2 separate regions of the Sus scrofa genome follow, and region 2 is linked to region 1. A link is a contact called in public HiChIP or PLAC-seq data. All regions are on one chromosome and are shown on one strand. Each heading gives the region's core, a stretch centred on a gene start, on an enhancer-like site or on the middle of the called end of the contact. The rest is flanking DNA. Distances are from core to core; before and after follow the strand shown. Region 1 has its middle 120 kb from the start of ZFP36L1. Region 2 overlaps LOC100513604 (a long non-coding RNA gene).

Region 1 (3,847 bases), core at 1,186-3,685:
TATATGCCCAGGAGTGGGATTGCTGAGTCATATGGTAGTTCTATATTTAGTTTTCTGAGGTACCTCCATACTGTTTTCCATAGTGGTTGTACCAATTTACATTCCTTCCAACAGTGAAAGAGGGTTCCCTTTTCTCCACACCCTCCCCAGCATTTGTTATTTGTGGACTTATTAATGATGGCCATTCTAACTGGTGCGAGGTGGTGCTGTTTTTTGTTTTTTTTTTTTCTTCAAAAAATTGAAATGCATAAGGATCTGGCATTGCTATGAGCTGTGGCGTAGGCCTCAGCTGGAGCTCCAATTTGACCTCTAACCTGGGAACTTTCATATGCTGCAGGTGAGGCCCCCAAACATAAAAATAAAATAGTTAAAGGCAAAAAAATGTGCAATGCATTTCTTTTTTGTTGTTATATTTGTTCCTATCCCATCCCTTAACCCCTAGACTCAGCCACCGAAGGAAGTGGTTTCAGGAAACGCAAGAGATCCTGTGTTGCAGCAGGGGCGGGAAAGGGTGCCCAGATTTCACATGAGGAAAGGGGCCAGATCTGTGTTCTCCATCACTGAATTCCCAGTACCCTGCCCGTTGCAGCATGTAGAGGCTCAGACTAAGAGTTGGTCACAGAGAGTTCATTTGCGTTGCCCGAAATCCCACAGTAAATCAGCAGCAAAGCTGGGAGGAGACGCTGCTCTTTCACCTCACAGCCAGGTCTTTGCAGGAAGTCACTGCATCCTTTGGATGGCTTTAGGTGTCAATTAGCTGTCCCCGGGGAAGCAGGAGGCCAGAGCTGGGACATGAAGCTCAGGACTGGCTTCGAGATTGTGCCTTGGACAGGATGGGCAGGGCTCAAAGGCCTGGAAGAGCTGGGAAGGCCTTGCTTTGGGTAAAATTGGGCCTCCCTGCAGCAAGTGGCATGGGGATGGACTTGGCCGTGAAGTTGGAGTTCCCCTGACCCCAAAGTCAAGCAGCCAGATTAGGACTCAGGCAGCTACAGAAGCTCCCAGAAAGGATCTTCTCCCAGCCCTGCCCTGTGGTGCTGAGGCTGGCTTCTCTGAAGACAGGCTCCAGACAGCCCAGAGCAAAAGCAGTGCCTCTGCCCATTCCTCCCTTTTTTTTTTTTTTTTTTTTTTTTTTAATTTTTTGTCTTTTGTCTTTTTTTTTTTTTTTTGCTGCTGTTGTTGTTGTTGCTATTTCTTGGGCTGCTCCCGCGGCATATGGAGGTTCCCAGGCTAGGGGTTGAATCGGAGCTGTAGCCACCGGCCTACGCCAGAGCCACAGCAACGCGGGATCCGAGCCGCGTCTGTAACCTACACCACAGCTCACAGCAACGCCGGATCGTTACCCCACTGAGCAAGGGCAGGGATCGAACCCGCAACCTCATGGTTCCTAGTCGGATTCGTTAACCACTGCGCCACGACGGGAACTCCCCATTCCTCCCTTTTGGCCTCTATTCTCTTTCTTAAGGAGAAGACCTCCTGCTTTTTTTTTTTTTTTTTATCACCTGGGTTCAGACAACCCCTTTCCCCGTGGACAGTTCTGACTAGACCAGAATGTGAGCAGGTGGAAAGCTGCGACTTTCCAAGAGTCTCTCTGTTTGGACTGACCGCTCTGCGCATCCTGATCCTGAGAGCCAAGGGAATGAGGGTGCGGCAGAGAGGCAGCCACTGCACCAGGCTTCAGAACAGCTTCGTTGGCTGTGCCTCAGTTTCCCCACCAGGAGCCTGGCATGGAGGGGTTTTGCAAAGCCAATTCGGGGAAATTCCTGAGACTGGAGGCAGCTCTGGTCCTTTCCAGATCCTCTTCTTCAGACTTCCCCAGAGTCAGATGTCCAGCCACACAAATTCTTCTTGTCCATTCTGTGGCCCAAACAGCCTAGGGCACGTTGGAGGCTGGAGACAATGGTGGTTTCGCTGAGGCCATCAGAAAAAGCGTGCTCGGCCACAGGCTGGGCCCATGCGATGCTCATGAAACTGGAGGGGGCTGCCCAGCTTCCCTGTGGGACAGAGCTCGCTCACTGGGTCCAGCAAAGGCCTCGTTCAATTGGCCTGTCTTCTTTCCTCTCTGCTGGGGGCTGTCCTTCTCCTTCTTTCTCCGACGGCCCTCTTCTTTCTAAGCTCTCAGCACCATGGAACTGCACGGCCTCTGAGACCTGGAGCATCTCAAAGAGCCAGCTTTTTTCCAGCCAGCTCCATCGCTGTGAAGAGTCTGAGGGCTTTTTCTTTTAAAGATAAGTTGGGGAAAGGGTTAGAAGTGCTGAGAAGTCACGTCTGTTTCTTCTTTCTTTTCCTTTCCCCCTCTGGGGCTGAGAGACTAGATTTTTTTCCTTTTTACAGTACATTTTGGCAGGCCCCATTTTTTTTCTGACAGAAAAAAAAAATAACAGGCATATTTTGGGCGATTACTCAACTGGGGTCCTTTGTGACAGGATATGCAGCTGCGTGACTAATGGAGCTGGCTTTCTCCTGGCTTCCTTCCCCTTTCAGAGCTCTTGTTTACTGCCCTATACAAAAAAAAAAAAAAAAAAAAAAAAAAAAAAAGCCATAAGTTACAGATTTTTATAAAAAAAAATGCCTCGTGAGATACTCAAAGGCAATAAATCCTCTGGATATTCCATTTCCAGGGCTGCAAACTCCCCGCCCTCTCCCACTTTTTCTTTTCAAATGTTCAAGCTCTTGACTCACAACATGTGAATCTTCTCCCACCCCACAGGCCCGCTTTCTTGTGAACATATGTCCAGCAGATCATCTATGTGAGTGTGTCTGAGTGTGTGTGTGTGTGTGTGTGTGTGTGTGAGAGAGAGAGAGAGAGAGAGAGAGAGAGAGAGAGTGGGGGGTGGGGGAGGGGTGCACGATGAAAACCATATTTTTGCTGCTTAACTCAGCAATTGCTAAAGGAAGGAATAATGACTTCCAGGGGCCTCGGGACATTTTTTTTTTTTTTTCTTCTTTTCCAAGGCTTTTGTGTTTCCATAATCTATGACAATTTTGTGGTGTAAGCAAAAGTTATTAGGAAACATGGAACTAACTACACGGGGTAGGGTATGTTCTTTGCAGGGACGGATGGTCTCTTTACAGAGGAAATCCAAATTTGGCTGGCTTTGGAATTCAGAATTCTTGGGCTTCCCATAGAACTTTTGGGAGAAACTCTCTAGCTTGCAGTGTTTGACCACTGGAACTGGCCTTTGGTTTTTCTAGAGATCAATCAGTTTGTTATTTGAGGAGGTGTCTGGCCTAGGGATGGGAAAAGCTGACTGACTCGTTAGGATTGATGGAGACAGGTGGGTGCAGATGAGATGCAAAGTTGGTGGCCGAGCGATGGGTGGAGTCTTGTGTGATCTGGAGGAAGTCACTTAATATATGCAAGTCTCAGTGGCTCCTACGTTAAAATTAGGATAGGGAGTTTCCGTCATGGCGCAGCAGAAACAAATCTGACTAGTAGCCATGAGGATGCAGGTTCGATCCCTGGCCTCAGCAGAAACAAATCTGACTAGTAGCCATGAGGATGCAGGTTCGATCCCTGGCCTCGCTCAGTGGGTTAAGGATCTGGCGTTGCCGTGAGCTGTGGTGTAGGTCGCAGACAAAACTCAGATCCCATGTGGCTGTGGCTGTGGTGTAGGTTGGCAGCTGCAACTTCCATTTGATCCCTAGCCTGGGAATTTCCATATGCTGAGGGTGTGGCCCTAAAAAACCAAAGAAAAAAACCAACAACAAAAAAATCAGGGTAGAGTTTCCTCTCCTCCAGGTTGCTGGCAAGGGAAGGGAGGTGGTAGAAGTTCAAGGCACGGGGGAAACTGGACAGAAAGATGCAGGGCTTAGTCCTAATGCTTCTTCCTCTGGGGCCGGCTCAAGC
Region 2 (3,680 bases), core at 1,045-3,544, 140 kb before region 1:
TCTCAGGAGCAGCGGCAGCAGCAGCTCCTGGGAACTTGCTAGATAGACTTTGGGTGTGGACCCAGCAATCTGGGTTTGAACCAACTGGGCACTGGGAGTCAGGGACACACAAAAGTTTGAGAACTAATGCTGTCGGATCAGCGTTCACTGTGGCAAAGGGCCGCCTCTAGGAGACGCGGAGGATGGGCAAGGCCACATCTTCAAATGAGGCAAGGGGCAGCCCTTCTCTAAGGAGGGGCGGGCCGACCCCACCCCGGCCCGCCGTGCTGTTCGGCGGACTGGCCACTGGAGGGCAGTGCGACCACGTCCATCGCGCCCCTGCTCGGGCCGCAGGCGGGAGCAGCCCTCGGAGCAGCCGGGGAAGGCGGCTGCGGTGGCTTCAGCCAGGAGAGAAGACATCGAAAGGGATCGCGGCCCAGGCTGCGGCCTCAGCTCACCGGCCTCAGACGTTCTCAAAGGCCAAAGGGGCCCCGCCGGCGTGCACCTGCGGCCCGGGTATCGCCGAGGGGTATCGCCGGGTATCGCCAAGACCCGGCCAGCCGCCTGCAAGGTTCGGAGTTTGGTTCGCTAGGAGCCCGGAGGCCCCGGAGGAGTGCCAGCCGCGCAGGGGAGGAGAGGCTGTCAGGCCGCAGAGGGCAGAGCGCCAGGAGGGCGGCGAGACCTTGACCGCCTCCCCAGAGGCAAAGGGCAGCCTCCCGCGTGACCCCCTCCGAAGTGCAAAACAAGTCGCCATCTTGGCGGCGCCTTAACCCCCTCGTGGCCGCGGGCCCTGCCGGGCTAGGGAGCAGGGTGGGGTTGGAAGCTGCGATGCCAAGGGGCTGGGGATGATTTCCAAGAACTTCAAGAAAACCCTGAAGCCTGGCACCTCCCCGGGAGCTTTTGTAAGGGAATTGGCTTTATTCCAGTCCGCTCCTTTCTTCTTGCCTCATAGGCCAGGAGCAGAAAGCCGCGGGCAGCAGACGTAGCTGCTAGTGGTCATCAGGTGTTTGGGGCAAGCTGAGCGCCTGGATCCCAGACAAGCGTGTATCCAAGTGTCCTATGGTGTTGCTCACAGCATGCAGTGCAGCTTCTTCACAGGCTGCCAGTCTCCAAGCCGGGTCAAGGACAAGCAGGCTGGAGCAGAATCCAAGTAGTCACCCCTTTCAGGCCCTCTCCACGTGAGGACTTTGCCATTCAAGGAGCCAGAGGACTTGCTGGGCCCGCTGCCCCTGTGGTCTTATACCTGATCTGGTTCATACATTGATCTTGGCTCTCTGTGATTGGGTACTTCTCAGCTTCCAGAATATTCTTGCTTCTAAATATCAGCCCTTCAAGGTCCAGCTTAAATATCAGCTCCACCAGGAAGCCTTCCTCCATACTCCCCTCTTTGTTTTCAGCAGCGCCTGTCTTTTCCGTCCCTGCCCACCTGTAGTGCCAGTTGGCCTCTGCTGTGGAACTCTCCTCTTTTCTTCTCTGCACCCTCCCCCCACTGAATTGTGGGCACCTGGAGGGTGGGGACAGTGTGACGGTGGTCTTTGCATCCCCCATGGTGCCTTGCACAAGTGGGTCATTCCAGAAAGGGTGGTTGCAAGAGAATCATGAAATTATTGAATGGGTTTTGGTGTTGTAAACAACTTCCCAAACATTTTGAACCTTGAGCAAAGAAACATGTAATGGTGTTTTCTTAAGCCCTGTCATGGAATCCTTTTGTGTGTTTAATTGCTTTGTTATTTTTAATGGAAACGTCTGGGTGCCATAGGAACAAAAACCATGGGTCCAAGCTCTACCAAGGGGACGAACCACAGGGCTCCACACTGTGTGGCCTTGGGGTCGGAGCCTGTGACATGGGATGGCAGGCAGCAGGCCAGTCCCCAAGGAGCAGCCAGCCAAGGAAGGCCTGTGCCTCTGGCTGGGTTTGAGGTCATGATTTCAGGCTGAGATCTCAGGATGAGGTAGAAAAGAAGGTGCCTGGAGAGTCTTGGAGAAGGCCAAAGCTCAAGGAAGACTCTTTTTTTTCTTTTCCTTTTAAAAGAAAAAGCCAGCGTGCCCCATGAAGGACTCCAGAAAACCCCTTTCATGCCTCACTCACAGATGATTTGCTGAAGGCTCATTAAGGGGAAAACAAAGAGGTGGTTTTGTTTATTTATTTAAGAGGAAAAATAAATGAGCTGTGACAAAACAATTTGAAATCAGGCCCCTCTGAGACCTGGGCTTTCACTTCCTTGATGGGAAGTAAAACAGAGAATCGAATCCCCCTCCAAATAAAAGTGAAGTTAATAATCAGACAGCTCGAGCCCTGGCCACATCCTGTGGCAGCTCCCTCCCTCCCTCGGCTCACTGTTTATAGCTGCAGAGCCGCCCTCGGGAGCCCAAAGTGGCTTAACTCTTTCCTCCCCATCCCTCTGCATCCCAGGGAAGCCCAGCGCTGCTCTGAGGCTGGCAGGCTCCTCACACCCTCTGGTGCAGGCCTGGCCTCTGCAAGCTGGCCTTCCCCAGGCCTGCCCAGGGACAGGGGGCTGGAGAGGGGGTGTGCTGTCCCTACAGGACGGCCAGCCTGCCTCTCAGCCTCTGGCTGAAGAGTTTTAACAAGCCCAGCTTAGATCTGAGTGGTGTCTTCTGCTTGTCCTGCACAAAACCCACAGTGGGCTCAGGAGGGCTGGACTGGGTACCTCCTTCCTGCTCCACCTCTCCAGGGACACCCTAGTGAAACCCACTCCAGACACAGGGCCTCTGCTCCAGGCAGCCTCCACAGCCCGATGGGCTCTGTGAACTGCATTCTGATGGAAAGAAGCCCAGACCTTTGGGGCTTTGGGCTGTGCTGTGAGCAGCGCTCTGCCTGGTTCTAAGCTGCGGTCTACGAACATTTGAACATGTGAAGGCCTTTTCTTCAAATGCTTTCCCACACTGTAACTCACTGCTCTTGGAAGCAGTTGTTACCCTCATTTTACAGAACAGGAAATGGGGGCACAGAGGGTTAAGTACCTGCCCGGTGTCACAGAGCTGGTAAATAGCTGAGCTGGGATTTGAACCCAAGCATTGTGGCTCCAAAGCCACGGCTCCTAGCCCAGCACTCAAGGTCTCCCCACAGAGACTGCTTTCTCCCCTGGAGCTGGGGGTGGGGGGCTTTCTGCAAGCTTGGAATAATCCCACACTTGGATTTCAAAGGTCCCCAAGCCTAAGGACTTTTGAGAACCTTAGAACTTTGTCTTGGGCTCCCCCACCCCGCTTTCTGTTTCTTGCTTGGGATGAAGGCACAGAAAACATGCCCAGGGGTTCAGTGGGTGGTGGAATGAGCAGATGTGCAGCAGGCGAGGACGAGACAAACCTTTCATCTGCTTGGGAGGAGGTTCTAGAGCAAGAACCCAAAGAAAGTAGACCTGGACTCCTCTCCAGTCCCTGCCAGCCCTGTAGCCTGTGGGTCCCTCACCTGAAGTCACACTGGCTTCCGGCTGAAGCTTGTCTTGCAGGAAGCTACTCACAGTTGCCTGTGGGCAAGTGGCAAAAACTTATGAGCTGGCTCAGTGGGCAGTCTGCCTCTCTGGGGTCTCTCCCTCTGCATGCCCTGGCTACTTAGCTTTGTTTTTGGAAGCATGTCTGTTGCCAAGTCCCCTTTGGTGGGTGCCTCTGACCCTGGAGGGTGTATTGTGCTGCCCCCTGGTGTCTGGAGGCCATCATGCCTGCTCTACTGCTTAGTGCTCCAG

Evidence for each region. HiChIP or PLAC-seq counts read pairs in DNA pulled down with a chosen protein or histone mark.
Region 2: a contact with region 1 is called in an H3K27ac HiChIP or PLAC-seq map of alveolar macrophages. The contact joins two enhancer-like sites. A contact is called at or near these places in 2 of 2 datasets of contacts at active chromatin or transcription factors (alveolar macrophages and skeletal muscle).

What each region holds. Positions count from the first base shown.
Region 1 is chr7:92,377,674-92,381,520 of Sscrofa11.1, reverse strand. No RefSeq gene overlaps it. Among named protein-coding and RNA genes, the nearest start is that of ZFP36L1, 120 kb to the left of the region's middle. Within about 2 kb of position 2,435, at least 45 of the 83 cell types and tissues checked have an H3K27ac peak or open chromatin away from gene starts, as enhancers often do. A contact at or near this core is called in alveolar macrophages, where this site is marked.
Region 2 is chr7:92,514,520-92,518,199 of Sscrofa11.1, reverse strand. It overlaps LOC100513604 (a long non-coding RNA gene), which reads left to right. Exons shown (of 2, transcript XR_002345988.1): 1 at 1-550; 2 at 932-1,696. Among named protein-coding and RNA genes, the nearest start is that of ZFP36L1, 20 kb to the right of the region's middle. Within about 2 kb of position 2,294, at least 42 of the 83 cell types and tissues checked have an H3K27ac peak or open chromatin away from gene starts, as enhancers often do. A contact at or near this core is called in alveolar macrophages, where this site is marked.